Linked DNA regions of Mus musculus: region 2 is linked to region 1. The links are chromatin contacts, called in public Hi-C maps. All regions are on one chromosome and are shown on one strand. Each heading gives the region's core, a stretch centred on a gene start, on an enhancer-like site or on the middle of the called end of the contact. The rest is flanking DNA. Distances are from core to core; before and after follow the strand shown.

Evidence for each region. A called contact is a pair of places that touch in the nucleus more often than the background predicts.
Region 2: a Hi-C map of B cells shows a contact between it and region 1, with 2.9 times the contacts expected there. The contact joins two enhancer-like sites. A contact is called at or near these places in 2 of 15 datasets of contacts at CTCF or cohesin (large pre-B cells and pro-B cells), 16 of 484 Hi-C or Micro-C datasets (B cells, the CH12 cell line, DN2 thymocytes and 11 more) and 6 of 115 datasets of contacts at active chromatin or transcription factors (DN3 thymocytes, the HPC-7 cell line, bone marrow-derived dendritic cells and 3 more).

Annotation. Positions count from the first base shown.
Region 1 is chr8:117,205,352-117,213,203 of GRCm38.p6, reverse strand. It overlaps Gan (giant axonal neuropathy), which reads right to left. Exons shown (of 11, transcript NM_001081151.2): 11 at 7,370-7,852. Among named protein-coding and RNA genes, the nearest start is that of Cmip, 48 kb to the left of the region's middle. Within about 2 kb of position 3,588, at least 59 of the 459 cell types and tissues checked have an H3K27ac peak or open chromatin away from gene starts, as enhancers often do. A contact at or near this core is called in B cells, the CH12 cell line, DN2 thymocytes and 4 more, where this site is marked.
Region 2 is chr8:117,538,793-117,546,644 of GRCm38.p6, reverse strand. The region is part of intron 2 of Plcg2 (phospholipase C, gamma 2); the gene reads right to left. Among named protein-coding and RNA genes, the nearest start is that of Plcg2, 44 kb to the right of the region's middle. Within about 2 kb of position 3,539, at least 51 of the 459 cell types and tissues checked have an H3K27ac peak or open chromatin away from gene starts, as enhancers often do. A contact at or near this core is called in B cells, the CH12 cell line, DN2 thymocytes and 4 more, where this site is marked.

The DNA.
Region 1 (7,852 bases), core at 2,339-4,838:
TGTGTTTGGCTATGCTGGGTGCTGACCCGGAAGCTGCTGGGACTGGCTGGCAGGTGTCCCTCTCACTGCCAGGGCTGGCTGGTGGGAGGTGCCAACACAGAGGCATGGTAGGGCTGAGAAGGCACATTCTGGATAGGCTGCTGCTCCGGGGCTCTGGGTCCAGGGAGCAGGAGTTACAGCTCTCTCCTTCTTTTTCTAGTTTTCTTTCTTTCTTTTGTCTTTTTGAGACAAAGTGTCTCTGTGTGGCCCTGTCTGTCCTGGCTCTGTAGACCAGGCTGGCCTCGAACTCAGAGACCTGCCTGCTTCTGTCACCAGGGTGCTGGGATTAAAGGCATGCGCCACCAGCACTTGAGTTAATTTTCCTTTTACTTATTAACGTGCGTGTGAATGTGTGTGTAGGCCAGAGGACAACTTGTGGGAATCAGTTTCCTCTTTCTCCCACATGGGTTCTGGGAGTTAAACTCACGTTATCAAGCTTTATCTGTTAAGCTTCTTTGCTGGCTTTCCTTTCCTTGTTTCTTTTTGACACAGTTCAAGCAACTAGGAAGCCAGGTGGGGAGAAGGGTATGAGGGCTTGAAAGCCAGCAGAGTTTACTGAGGATGCTCTGATGACCAGATCCAAATCCCTCCCTCCAGAGGGCTGTGGGAAGGACCCTGTTCCAGCAGCAGGAGGACAGCCCAGAGCCCTGAGGATGGGGAGGGGATCTGGGAAGTGTTCTCCCATGACCACCGGGGTGAAGGGAACATCTCACTGTTTACCCGAGGGCTGAGGGGCTCTCTGGCAGGCTTTAACCAGAGGAGACAGGATAGGAACAAAAGAATGGGCTCCCTAGAAATGTTCCACAAGAGGTAACAGAGAACCACACCGGCTCCCAGGGGACGTTGGCTGAGCTCGCCAAGCACCTTCCCGGGCAGCCAGCCCAGCTTGGGAGAGCTGAGTGCCGTTCCCTAGCTGTAAGCAGGGTAGTCAGCCATGAGCTTCTAACAAAGCCTGCGCCAAGCGAGCACAATGCTTCTGGTGGGCATCACGGCCTCAAGAGATCTCTGGGAATTAAGGACTGTTAGGGAAAGCCGGACCATGAGGCACCCTGGGAAGGGTCTGCCATGGTGGCTGGTGGCCAGTGGCCAGTGTCAAGGGACTAACGTGATGACGAGCAGTGGAGGGCATAAGGCAAAGCCTAGATAGGACCCAGAACTACCTCACAGGACCCATGGAATGACTCCTTTTGACTAAATAAACAGTTCCCAGAGCACCACACAGTCTGTCCTGAGCACAGTGGGCCCCTGGTAGTGCTGGCAGACACCATCAGCCAGAACTGCGGGACGCACCCTGTCACCCTAACGTCATTCGACCTGGTGGGAGCAGAGGCAGAAGGCTCTTAAGACCTTGTCTCAAAAAAAAAAAAAAATCAAGAAGAAAATGCACAAGATTTATAAGCTAATGAAACTCTGTAGTTCTGCCCACTGGCCTGAAATGCTCCTTTCTATGCCCTACCACGGAACCAGAGCCTCAAGGCCCCTACAGGGTCTGGGCACCTGCTAGGACGGCTCCAGGATGCTCAGGCCTCATGCTGCACACTGCCGAGAACCTCCAGGCTGGAAGCCTCGGACACACAGAAAGAGTAGCGGTTCCCACATCCACCATCCAAGTTAAAGGCTTAAAGCTAAGCCTCGGCCAGCAGCCCAGAAAACACCAGGTTTACTTGGTCAACCTAGATGACAAACTTGATATTCTGGCGAAAGCGAAAAGTTCCTCCTTGGTTAAGGACTTTAAAGATCCTTAGAGGACTCCGTCAGGCACGCTCTGAAAGGAGGGAGACAGGGTTTCTCTATAGAGTTCTAGTTGTCCTGGTGCTTGCTATGTAGACCAGACTGGCTCTAAACTCACAGAGCTCCACCCGCCTCTATCACCCACTTGCTGGGTTTAAAGGAGTGCACCACCATGCCTGGCTTGTCTGCCACTCTTGAACATTTCAGCACAGGTCTGGGGTGGGGTGGGGTGTGTTTCTGATATCCCAATGTCGGAGATGAGAGGTGGGGTGTGTGGTGTGTGTCCAGAAGGGAAAGGACTTTCTCAGCACAAACAGATGTTGGATGCTTTTTAAGGAGGTGGCAGACACTGGGCCAGGCAATGACAGGAGCCAGGAATGCGCAGTTCCCAACCAGTACCCTACTGGCTCAGCGTCTCACAGCACTGTCTGCATGGACAGTAGACATGACCAAAGAAATAACTGTGCCATTGCTACTGATGGGTAACACAGCGGCCCAGGACCCAGTCACCCTTTCTTTAGAGCCCACAGAGGCCAAAACCCACACTGCCCTTCCTCCAGAGACAAACTGAACTGAGCCCTGAGACCAGAAGACAGATCAGAAGTCTGCAGCCCTGGGTTCTTCAACTCCAGAGCCCATGCTCCTGGCCACGGGACCTGTTCCTAGAACAACTGACAGCATGGGTCAGGGGCCAAAGCAGGAAGGGGAGATATGTTCTCTTGGGCGCTCCTATTGTGAGCTCAGCTGGGCTCAGATGCTGCCATATACGGCCACCTAAGGAAAAGCTTTGCCATTTTCTAGTCTCTGGGCCAACTGTGAAAGGCATCACCACACAAATTTACTGTCTACTGCATGACGTTCTCTAGTTAGTCTAAGCATGAGGCCTGTGAGGGAATCACAGGGCTGAGGAGAGGGTCCGGCTCTGAGGAGATCACAGGGTTCTTCTAACTACTATTGACTACCCAAGCCTTCCATTTAAGTAGGCCAGGTCCAACTGTGGCCACTTCCATGAGAGCTAACTCCCGGGAGAGGGTCTCCAATGGCAGAGGTCTCTCAGCAACTTTACCCTGACTTGGGGACCAGGGGAGACCAGAGGCAGGGGCACTGAGGCTCTGTTACTGGTGGTGTGGAGAACCGATATGCAGGGATTAAGTGAAGGAGAGTCCCCTGTGTGAGAGACAAGTCACACCAGTCATGATTTTAAGCAGAACATGATTCAAGGTCTCAGGGTCAACCTCGGCCTTGAACCTGGAACACATCTGCTTCATTCTGACATCTGGTCTACCAGGACTGAAGGGGAGAGAGCGGAGGGAGGAGCCAGTAAAAGGAAAAACTCCCAAGAAACAACAGCACCTCTGGAGAACCTTAACAGCAGGCAGCCTCAGGCGCCTAAGTTGCCAACTGTGTCAGATCAGACACGCGCTCTCGTCTCTGATCCTGACAAGGACAGAAACTAAGCCCTCTATTCTGTGTGCATATGCCGCTTTTCTGCTACAGGAAAACACAGCCTTTTAAATGTCTCAAGTTCAAGTTGAGTTTCAAGTAATCACCTTGCAGTAGCCCCAGAAGAATTACCGCTCCTCCAGGTTTAAAGTGCCTAGTATAAAAAAAAGTGTGTGTGTGGGGGGGAGGATGGGAAACACGCCCTGAGGACCCAACGCCTCAGGCTGCTCACTACTTGCTTCCAGGCTTTTGTTACAGGACAGAACACTGAATTCTTTTCATCTGTCAGGGAACCAAGTCCAACGCTACATCAATACATCGTGAGGTAACTGACAGCAGACACTAAGAACGGGAATGAATGTAAGCACTACCTATCCAGTTAACCAAGAAACGCCATAAAGCAGGCAACAGAGACTTCTCTGGTGCTGCCAGAAGACATTCAAAGAAATTCAGCACCAGCGTCTAAGGTGTATCTTCTCCGTGTCTGGGGAGGAAGAATGACGGAAGAGAACCCCTAAATCTATTGTCAGGGCTAAAATGCTTAAAAGTCAAAGAAGGGACAGGATTCGCTAGGCAGAAGGCAGAGCTACTTATAGCTGCAAAAACGGTAGCCAAGCCTACAGTTCAGCTCGCCACGGCTTTACAGGCGGCAGGGGTGAGTCATCTTCCTGAGTGGCGGTTCCTCTCTCTCCGGGCCAATGGGCTCGCTCTCATGTCTACCCCATAACCGTATGTGTATAGCCAGTGGAGCTGTAAGAAGTCTTTGGGGACTATTCAAAAGGCAGAAAGACACCTCAGCCTGCCAAGGCAGTTTTCCCCCACCTCTGACTTCATGGGGCAAATTCAATGAAGTGTTAGCTTTAGTCTTTATTCACAACCCCCACCTTGCTTCTAGAAGACACTCAGTAAAGCCTAAGACTTCCAACAGCTAACTGACAGGGAGAAGCGAAGGTTGTTCAGTTTTTTCAGCTGGAAAGCTCGGTTCTGGAAGCTGGACCCATACTACCAGTGATGTATACTTTTTAAAAATAAAAACACCTGTGTGCCAAGAAAAAAAAAGTCAAGTTCCCACTGAATCAGTAGACTACCCTTGGGAAGCCAAGGTCTGGCTTCTGCGTTTGGCTGCCGCTCACATCTGAAAGCCCCTTGTAGGAGGAGGAGAGCATCCGGACCCACCTCAGACATGAAACGATCAAAGCAGAAAGTTCTGGAAAAGATTCTAAGCTCACATAAGATGCAGTAAAGCAACCTAACGCTAACATGATGAGCATTATGAGGTGTGTGCATGGGGCTTCAACTGTCCCACGGAAGCATTTGGAGACATGGCATGTGCTTGGTCCACGAGGCACTTGGCATTTTTGAATCTGTCCTAGTTTTCCTGCTCCGTAGGCCGGCCCATTGATACACACAGCTTTTCATTTAAAATCCAGCCAAATGGACGAGAACACTCTCTGCCTAGTGCAAAGCACCACAATGAAGGCTGGGCTGCTGTGACTCAGTGCCTGCTTGCAAACCCAGATCAACTCACACAGACAGGGTCCTCACTCAAACTCCAGTGACTTCATAAACCAGGCAGGGAGGGCTGGGTCCCACCTGCTTCCATGTGAGGTTCCCAGAAACACAAGCGCAACCCTTGGGAGTTGCTCAGTATTTGCTGCGTGATACAGGGCAGGCAACTGTCATGCTTCCTCGGTCACGGGCTTCCTCTGTGCCCTCAGCTAAAGGGGATTCATTGTCACAAAGAAGCTCTGCTTCTTCCTTCTGTGGGTACTTCCCAGGCAGTTCTGGGCCTCTAGGTGCACACGGTGAAAGCCACCTCCCTCCTTCCCAGAGCATCCAATGTCTTTTCTGGCCACAGGAGAGCTGTGCAATCAGGAAAGCCAGCCTTGTAGAAGACAGCACTGCAGGGCTGGTCACACTCCGCGAAGAACTTCAGGACCCCTGATGCAGTATACTGGGTAGGAGATGCTAAGCGGAGCCCTCAAGAGATGCTAGCTGTTTCCCCAGGCATCTGACTGGTAGCCTTTCAGACCTTGAGGCACCACAGCAAGGATAGCTCTGCTTTCACCCCCTCCTGTTTAGGGGTGGCCTCTTCCCACTTACAAAGAATAAAATGACACCGTCGAGCCCTGGACATCAGAGTACCTCAGCAGCAGTGCTCAGAGCGACATAACAGAACACTTGCTGCAGCACAAACAAGGCTCGGATACCACCCCCAGTTCTTTTGGTGGCCGATCATGTAAAAAGTCCAACTGGAGTAGAACCAAGACTCCTCTGAGCAGTCACGCTCAGCCCTAGACCAGCCCTTTCCAGAACGAACCACTAGTTGGTAAATACATTTTTCAAATCCTACTAAGGAAGAGAGATGCAACCTAGCAAAACTGGCTACTGTCTAAAACAGTTCCACATTCACACGCCACATGTGTTTGACACAGCCGTGTAACTGAAAGTCGACGGATTCAGGGCTTATTTGAAGCACCAGGAAACAGTAGAGCATGTAGCTTGTGACTACAATTCAAAAGTAAACATACAGACAGACTTCCAAGTCACGTGGCACAGCATGCGCGCGCACATTCACTCGCCCTGCACACTTCTTCTCACAGGACACAAGCACTCTTGAGATTTAAACAAACAAACAAACAAACAAACAAACTTCATTTCAAATTAAGCACTTAAATCTTTGAAAAATCATCTATGTTTGATATGTTAGAAAAACAAGCAAGCAGCCGGGCGTGGTGGCGCACGCCTTTAATCCCAGCACTTGGGAGGCAGAGGCAGGCAGATTTCTGAGTTCAAGGCCAGCCTGGTCTACAAAGTGAGTACCAGGACAGCCAGGGCTACACAGAGAAACCCTGTCTCAAAAAACCAAAAACCAAACCAAACCAAACCAAAACAAAACAAAACAAAAAAAAAAAAAACCAGAAAAAAGAAAAACAAGCAAGCAAGCAAACAAGCAACAAGCCTACTTTAGACCCTAGCTTAGGAGAGCGCCTTGATTTGCCTACTGTAGTTTGAGAGACGACCTTCCAGTAAAAAGAAATTGCACTTCCCCCAAAGATGTCTTGTTTCAAATTTTAAGATCTAGCCTCAGTTGCCAAATGCAACAGCATGCATCCGGTCAAAGTGCCTTACAGAGGAGGGAAGGACCACTCAGACGCCGAGACACAAGTGGGGTGGTAAAACAAGCCTGCACGGAAGGAGCGCCAAGCTATTTCACAATGCTGAAAGAGGACTTATAAAGAGGTATGACTGACTTTGAAACATCAAAATAAAATTAAATACAGCCCTACTCTTCAACAAGAGTTTTGCACACACACACACACACACACACACACACACACAAAATAATAGTTTGGCACTTAGCAGCTTTTGTTGATATTGCATCCCATATTAAGTTGCTGATTTATTTTATAAAATATTAATTTCTGCAGCTACTGTGTCAATAAACTGAACTGAAAACCTGTTTTGTTTTTTTGTTTGTGGGTTTTGTTTGTTTGTTTGTTTGTTTTTAAAAGTGAACTGACCAAGTCACCAGGCACTGGTGACACTGCCATCACCTGTCGCTGTAAACACGGAACTGTCGTCTCCTTGGGGCCTGAAGCAGACTGAGAGCCTTTTACATTTCAGGAGTTAAAAACAAACAAACAAACAAACAAACAAACATCAACCCAAACAGAGCCCTTGCTATGGCTGTCCTGGCTCTCATCAGCATCTCTCTGTCCCGGTCATGGCTCTGTCCTGGGCGGACATCTCACCACAGTCAACTCACCCCTTTTGGCAATTGCCCTCCTCTGAAGCCATCTCAGCAGCAGCACAAAGTGCTTCTCTGCAGCAGCTTCTTTGATGGAAAGCTTCCCAATGGGGAAACTTGCCAACAATGTGGCTGAAACCCATCACAACCCAAGCCTGGTGTGGACTGATACCGAGTTCCCTGGGTGGCATGAACGTGTGGCACACCTGGCCTACAGCAAGGGATAAAACCTTAGACCTTCTTTTGCCAAGTTGCTTCTGGCCATAGCAGTTAGGAAGCAGGTCCCAGCCCTTTTACACCCCCTACCCACCCCCCACCCCCTTTTTAGCAATGTCTTAGTGTTGACTCCCAGCAGGTATAAGGAAATCCTGCAGAGAGGCCACCCTTTTAGGAAAATAGGATTGCTGTCTTACACGCACTTTAATTGCATATAAACATCTCACGCAGGGAGGAAGTTTAGAGAAGAGATTCCTGTTCTCCAACATGACCAGAGGATGCATGTACACAGTTAGCAGTCACTACGATACAATGTTGCCTCTTACACTCATCTCTAAGAGAAAGAAATCTAAAGAAAACAGAAATGAGGAAATCTCTATCAAGCCGACTAGAAACTTGATATTGCACACTATGATATAACCGAGTGTGCCAAGCTCCTCATTTCACACCAAGGGGCCATAATCTAAATGGAAAACAAAATATCTTACGAAATAAATCCCACTAACTAAGGAATTCTTTTTACTAAGGGGAAGTGGAGCAGAGGGTGAAGGTGGGGGTGAGAGATGGGGAATGGGGGGTGGGTACTAATGGGAACAGAATACAATTAAGTTGAGGTAGTTTATTCTACCAGTCAAACGTTACCTGGAGCAAAGTTCATCTATACTCCTATGC
Region 2 (7,852 bases), core at 2,290-4,789, 330 kb before region 1:
TCCTTTTCTGGTTCTATTAACCCCGAAGCAGCCACCTGCCCTGCTTGGCTCCCTGCCACTGAGGGAGGAACTGGCTACAGGCCACCTGTGAGCACCCAAGAGTGCTGGAGACAGGGTGAGCAAGCCACCAAAGTACAAGGCCATAGTTCCAAACCCTCTCTCCAGGCAGCTCACCAAGCCCACGCGCCCAGGATCTGGACACACTGTGGTAGGTATCTTCTGAGCTGAGGATGTAGTTTGGCTGTCAGGATGCCTGCCTAGCATGCACCAGGCCCTGTGCTCAGTACCAGCTCACCATAAACTGGGCATAATGATGTCCATCTGGAATCTCGGCATTGGGAGGTCTAGGCGGGAAAATCAGAAGTTCCAGGTCATCCTTGGCTACATCCATGGTAAGTTTGAGGCCAGCCTGGGCTACGTGATACTCTGTCCCTCCTTGCCCTCCCCCCATTTTTTTTTCAGCTCAATTGTTTGCAAGTTTAGGGAGGAAGATGAGCTTTAGTCTCTGGCCACAAAAAAAAACCCCAGCATGTAATCCTTTCAAGTTCAATGCTACAGTGGCCCTTATATTTGGCCCTTTCTCCTCCTGCTGGAAACTAAGTTAGAATAATCCCCTTTTGCTGTGTCTCCCTGTAATGTATCTTAATACACACACACACACACAAATACATATCTTATACCTCTAAGTTGTGAAATCAGTCATCCTTCCTATGTAAGATTCTAGAGAGGGTGGCCATTTAAAATGAGCACTAGGTGTCACACTGAACGTATAGTGTATGTCTAGAAATCACACAGTCAGGGACTGGGAGGTGGCACCATTGGCGAAGTGGTTGCTGTGCAATCAGGTGGACCTGAGTACAATCCCTAGACTCCACGTAACAATGTCTGCTACAGTGGCATATGCTTGTACGCAGCACAGGGGAGGCAGAGACAGGCAGATCCCCGGGGCTCACTGGCCAGACAGCCTCATTTGGTCAGTCCTGGACCAGTGGGAGCCCTTGTCTCAAGAAGAAAACAAGGGACCTGGGACCTAAGGAATAATGGGATAATAACCTGAGCTTTTCTCCTCTCTCTCTCTCTCTCTCAATCCCTCTCTCTCTTCCTCCCCCGACCCGATCCCCTTTCTCTGGCACTCACACCCACTGATACAAATAAGTGTTAGTACAATGCAGAAAGGATTTGCTACCTTATATAAAGAGCACTTAATATTTAATGTGCTTTGCTACCGTTTATCATAACCATCACATTAAGCCCTCAGTACACAAAATCTATTTCTCGATTCCAGCCCCTGAAGGACCGGCCAGTTTCTTTGTCTTGGTCTGGGCATTGTTTTCTTTGTTGTGTTTGGCTTCAGCACCTCGGCTTGAACACTCTTTCTCCAACTGCAATAGAGCTTTGTGATAAGCAATGGCTGCACGCTGTTGATACTATGTAGCTAATATTTTCCTCAAGTTGCCTTTTTTTTTTTTTAACTGTAGCAAATCAATTCTGAGGATGTTTTCGCAACTCTGACAGAGAGAAAACAAGAGCCATTCAGCAAGCAGCAGAAGAACGATCAAATAGTCATGGCTTCGGTGGAAATGAGACCAGATTGTTAAATTCTACCCAGAAGCAACTGTCTGTCAGCTTGCTACTGAGTTTTAAAGCGTAGGAAGAAACGAACTGCCCAGAGGATGAAGCCAAAGTCGCTGTGTAAGGAATGGAAATAGAGGTCAGAGCAAGGTCTGGGTTAGGGGAGGCAGTCACAGGGATGCAGGGGATAACTCTCCATTTATGCTACCCTCATATCAGCAAGGGCCTTTCAAAAGACTAGCATTTCAGAAGGTGACAGCAGTATGTATGGCTAAGGACAAAAAGTACCTTATTTCGACACACTATCCAGTACCTCCCTGGGCATACAAACTTCTACATGTGCAGCGAAACTGAACAGTCGCCAGGACCTGATTTCCATTCCCAGAAACCATGTAAAAGCCAGGCACAGGGCTATATATCATTACCCTGGCACCCGGCAGGAGAGACAGGTAGGTCCTGCCAGCCAGCCCAGCCAGGTCAGCAAGCACCAGATCCAGTAGGAGACCCAGTCTCAAAAACTAAGGTACAGGGACTGGAGATGTGGCTAAGAGGTTAAAAGCTCGTTGCTCTTGCAGAGGACCCACGGGGTGCTTCACAACTATCTGTGACTTTAGGGCTATTCCAGGGGAATCTGATGCTGACTTCTGGCCTCCAAAGGTATTGCATACACACGGTGCCCTTTAAATGCATATAGACAAAATACCCACATACATGCATCATGATAAATACTTAAAAGAAAATAATTAATATAATGATAAATCTTTAAAAGAAAGTAAGTTGGAAGCCGGGCGTGGTGGCACACGCCTTTAATCCCAGCACTTGGGAGGCAGAGGCAGGCGGATTTCTGAGTTCAAGGCCAGCCTGGTCTACAAAATGAGTTCCAGGACAGCCAGGGCTATACAGGGAAACCCTGTCTCAAAAAAAAAAGTTGGAGAGTGATACAGAAAGACACTTGATTTTGACCTCTGGCCTACACATGCACGCATGCACGCACAGAAGTCAAATGAGTCCTCCTCCCTCCACTGGCGATGTCTCTGTTCCTAAAGCTGACTCCGCCCTCCACCCTTTCAAGACCACACTATTTCCAGACAGGCCAGAAATAGATGGTGCTCTTGCGGCCTCCTGATAAGCAGGGTACTGGAACCCAGAGGAAGTGCCTGCAGGAGGCCCAGAGTTGGCCTGGCACTGGGTGTTCTTTGGTGAAGACCACCGCTTCTGAAATCAGCTGGGAATCCAGTTGTGATCAGCACCAAGGAAGGCTGGGCATGCAGAGCTATCATGGAAGTGGGAAGTTGGGGTCCCAATCTCAAAGGCAGCCCCTCCACACACCTCAGCCAACCAGTGGTCCTACGCAAGCATATGCATGCGTGTGCAGTTTACAGGACATGGCTTTTCTGTGCACTGTGTTCTTTATGGAAAGGAAAGGTTCCTAGACCACTGACTCCTGGCTCTTTTACCGCTGTGCAGAGAGCTTTCTATAGCTTTGCCTCCCCTGGAAAGCACCACACCTTATCCTCCTTCCCAGGACCTCCTGGTACCAGAAAAATACCAAACGGGATAAAGGGGAAGGAGCCCTCATTAAGTCAGCTCTGGCACACACAGGACCACACAGTAGGGTTTCAGTCACTTGTGTCCATCTATAAGGCTACAGTATCGTCATTGCAGCACACGTGGGGAAACTAAGGCAGCGAGTTACTGACTCGCCCTAAGCCATACCAGTCAAGCCAGGATTTGAACCTGAGTGATCTAACTCCAAATTATGTCACTGGGTTTGTTTGTTTGTTTGTTTGTTTGTTTGTTTGTTTTTTCAATGCTAGGAATTGAACTCAGGGTTTCACATAGGCTAGGTAAGTACTCTACCCCTGAGCCATATCCCCAGCCCCAAAGTCAGGGTTCTTTGTTAACTGCTAGCCAGAAAAAGAGGAAGTTAGAAGAAGCCAAGACCCAAAAGTCCTCTCCCCTGAAGCTGGTCACTACTGCTCACATCCAGAGTGTCTTGGCTCCAGAAGTTGAAACAGGCCTGTGGTATACAGACAGACAGACAGACAGACAGACAGACAGACAGACACACACACACACACACACACACACACCACATGGGACAATGAACATTCATAGGCTGTGTGCACACATGCACACAGGGGACATGGTTCCTTGGAATAGAGTTGGCTCTAGGATCTGGGGACCCAGAATCCAGGCCCACCTCCCTCACTCTGTAACTTCAATGCAGTTGTACTGTCTCTCTGAATCTCAGACCCACATCATGTGGACAGTGAGAGCCACCTCAGCAACTGAAAGTCAGACCCCAGGGTGTGAAAACCTGAATAACAGGGGTTCAGAGTAAAGATGGCTCCAGCCTTGGCCTTTGTCACCTGGAGACGACATGCTGGAGACGACGTATGAATGGATAATACTAGCGGTTGCATTGCATTCTGCTCCCCACCCCCCCAAAAATACGTGTAAGTCCCAATCGCCAGGACCAACCAAATGCAATCTTCTTTAGAAATAGGGTCCTTGAGGATAGAGCCAATTTAAGATGGGGCCAAGCTGGAGTAGACTGAAGAAGAGCCAGAGCCCAGAGCATCTTTGTAAGAAGAGAGAAGACAGATGTCATCACATCTGGACACGTACCTGGAATCTCAGCACTCAGAGGGCTGAGCAGGAGGGCAACATTTCCAGGACAGCCTGGGCTACATAGGCGTTCCAAACCAGCCTAGGATACATTGTAAGACATGGCAAGAGACAGCATCTCTAAGAAGCAAGCACTGAAGTGTAGTTCGGGAGCAGGATGCTTTCCCAATATATGCCAAGCCCTGGATTCAATCCCCAGTATTAAAGGAAAGAAAAAGAGGGAAATTTGGGCAAAGGCCCACACAGAGGGAAGAGGACCATCTACTGACAGAAGCAGAGATGTGAGGGAATCTAACACACCAAGTGCAACCCGAGGTGAGCAGGAGGTAAGAGCAGAGCTTCCCCAGGCCTTCAGGGGACCACAGGCCTGCCAGCACCTCCAGGTCAGCTGCCTTCCCTCCAGCATAAGAGAATGACAGTTCCAGAGGACGCGCTGGATACCTTTACTATTGATAGCTGTTACTCCGTTACCTGGGGCCGCTCTGGCTCTCAGCAACCCTATGACAAAGTCATGACACTCATTTGCAGATGTGAAAACTCAGCCTCAGAGCAGATGAGAAGTTGATCCAAGGTCACCCAGGTCACCCAGTCCAAGATACAGCCAACACCCAGAATGAGGAGGAGGTGGTGGCTCCGTGAAGCCGGGCTTCCTCTACCCTGTTCTGCTGAGAAGGGCAGCATCCTGCAGACCAGCGGGAGCAAGGCAACTTTCTCTCTGTGCCTACAGGGTCAAATATCTCAGCTCTGGAGAGCAGAATGATACAAAGATGCACAAGAGTCGTCCAAGCCCCAAGCAAAGACTTCCTCCTTGCTATCGAACTTAAATCAGAGTCAGCTACTAACCAATGCAACCAACACACGCCTCAGGTCATCATCAGGGAGGCCATGGGCTGTCAGGGGGGCGTGTGAAAGGACAGCCTCCTCCAAAATACACATGTGAAATTACCTTAGAAACAATTACGTGCATGCCCATAGATTAGCATCACTGCCTACTTAGGTCAAAGAAGTTTCTCTGTGCGATGGCCAGCGGTTACTGCAGAGACCCTTAGCCGGTCAGGTGCTGAGAAAAAGGAGCTCAGCCTCACATGAGAGCCTACATCACTCTGTCCAAGGCTCAAGGAGGTGGAGACGAAAGAAGGTGAGAGCCAGAGGAAGGTTTGGAGTGCTGTGAACTGCTGTCTTCGAGCATGAGATGGCTATTGTACGACATCCGTGATTACCTGCAAAGGATTGGGCCCCGACAACAGTCCATCATGGAGGGGGCGGGACTCACATTGCCACACCCCTCACGGAAGACCTATAAGCAGGCAGCAGTTGCTGAGAAAGGGTGAGACTTTTTTTTTTTCCTTTTCTGTTCTATTCTTTTCTTTCCTTACCCCCACCCCCCCGCCCCTCACAGGCTTTGTTAAGAAACCTGACCTGGTGCCCTGGAACTCAAGGTATAGACCAGGCTGGCCTTAAACCGAGAGATCAGCCTGCCCCCGACTCCAGGCAGCTGGAATTAAAGGCGTGAGCCATCACTGCCCAGCTAAGAGACATTTTCTTTAGTGGTGTAGCCACTGGTAAGGTGTTTATGCTTGTCAGCCCTGTAACTAACCCTAATTAAACCCACTAGTCACGCTCACAATAAAAAGATTTGAGAGTAGGCTGGAGCAGGTGACCACTGGGGGAGTGGGAGGGGCACAAGAGAAGACAATGGGAGTGAATTTTTTTTTTAAAGCAGTAAATTCATGTATGAACATGTCATAATGGGTTACGCATTAATTTTTGGCGATGATAGATATATGCCAATAAAAAATTCTTTAGTGCTGAGCAGTGGTGGCGCACACCTTTAATCCCAGCACTTGGGAGTCAGAGGCAGGCAGATTTCTGAGTTTGAGGCCTGCCTGGTCTACAGAGTGAGTTCCAGGACAGCCAGGGCTACACAGAGAAACCCCATCTCGAGAAACCAAAAATAAATAAATAAATAAATAAATAAATAAATAAATAAAATTTTAAGATAGTAATTCTTTAGGGAAAAAAAAGATTCTCAGAAAGGACAGGTGGGCCTTGGTCCCCAAGAGTTCCCCTCTAGGAAAAATTTCCTGCCTTCCTCAGACTTCCCCTCCCGAGCACTCTTGCAAGAAACCACAGCCCCGAGACCCCAGAAGTAGTTATTCAGGGTTCCCATCCCTCAGGCCCAGGCCCAGGCCTTTCTACAGAGTCCCTCCTGCCTCTCTGAGCTGTGAAACTCTTCATTGTTTCCTTTTTGCAGAAAAGGAAACCGGCTTGAAAAGGTCAGGGAAGCTCTGCCCAAGCCCTGCTGGTCCAGAGCAGGGCTCAGCTCCTAAGCCAAGACACTCACACCCACGGATGGGTGGCCATTCCATCAGCAGCCCCGTAGACACAGAGCACTGCCAATGTCAAGTTCCAGCTAGAAACATCTGACTTGGACAGAGAACAGACAGGGCTTCCTTGAGGTAGAGGCCTAGCTCCAGCCTGACCAGCCGCTTCATCTTCCCACCAACTCCTGAGAAGAGCCACCCTCAGAAGGTGCAGCCAGGGCCACCTGGTTGAGGTTTGATGCCAAAGCTATCAGGGTGATAATTAGTGTCTCAAAGTGTAAGGCCAGAAGATAAGGTGAGCAAGGCTGGTTTCCCACTCCTCCTGTTTTCCAGGAAACTCCCACAAGGCCTTCTCCAAACACCCTGGGGTGGTGAGTGACAGGGTTAGAGAAACTGCAGCCAGGTCACACTAGCTCAGGAACGTTAGGCTGACAACACCACACAAAAAGAAGAGGGTGCAGATGAGGTGTGGGCAGGGGGTGGGGGCGGTGGTCTCTGGGAGATTATTCCAGAGCCCTAGTTGACTCTACCCTACACCTAAGCCTCGGCCTATGTAGTGGCTCCCTGGGATTGAAAGCCTTGGGGAGCACAGATCTTACTGTGTGTGTGTGTGTGTGTGTGTGTGTGTGTGTGTGTGTGTGTGATGCACTAGTTAGTGTGGGTACCTGCACATATGTGCTGTATGTACTACTTAGTGTGGGTATGTACGTGCATGTGGGCGGGGTGTGTGCAAGTGCACACATGTAGGTCTTGAGTGAACCAGTTAGTGTGGCTGTGTGCATGTGTGTGTTCAGGTGCATTTGCACACATGTGAAGGCCCAAGGTTGACATCAGAGGTCACTCACCAAACCTGAAGCTCTTCAGTTTGGCTTGGCTGGCTGGCCAATAGGCCCTGCCCCTTCAGCACTGGGGTTACAAACCTCTACAGGCAGCTTTTTCCATAGGCACTGGGGACCTACACTCAAGTCGCTGTACTTGGACAGTAGGCACCTTATGTACTGACCCAACTCCTCAGAACCTCTCGTTCTTTAAAGACTTGATTTTCCCACAGTCCCTTAGAGCCCGTCTGAGTCCCTGAACCCTAAATGCAACCCTTGGTTTGGTATCACCTCCTTCAGGATGAGGGAGGAGAAAGCTCTAGAGGCACCAGCTCCACAAGACAGCCCAAGCGGGATCGAGTGCCCCACACGAAAGCCTTGCTCCGACAGCCACCTCTGTGCATCTCCTCTTCCTCTCCCAGACTTCCTCTTTCCTGCTTCTTGCTCCCTTTTTACTGTAACCACTCAAGATGACCCATGGGTGACCATCAGGGCCCAGCACCAGAC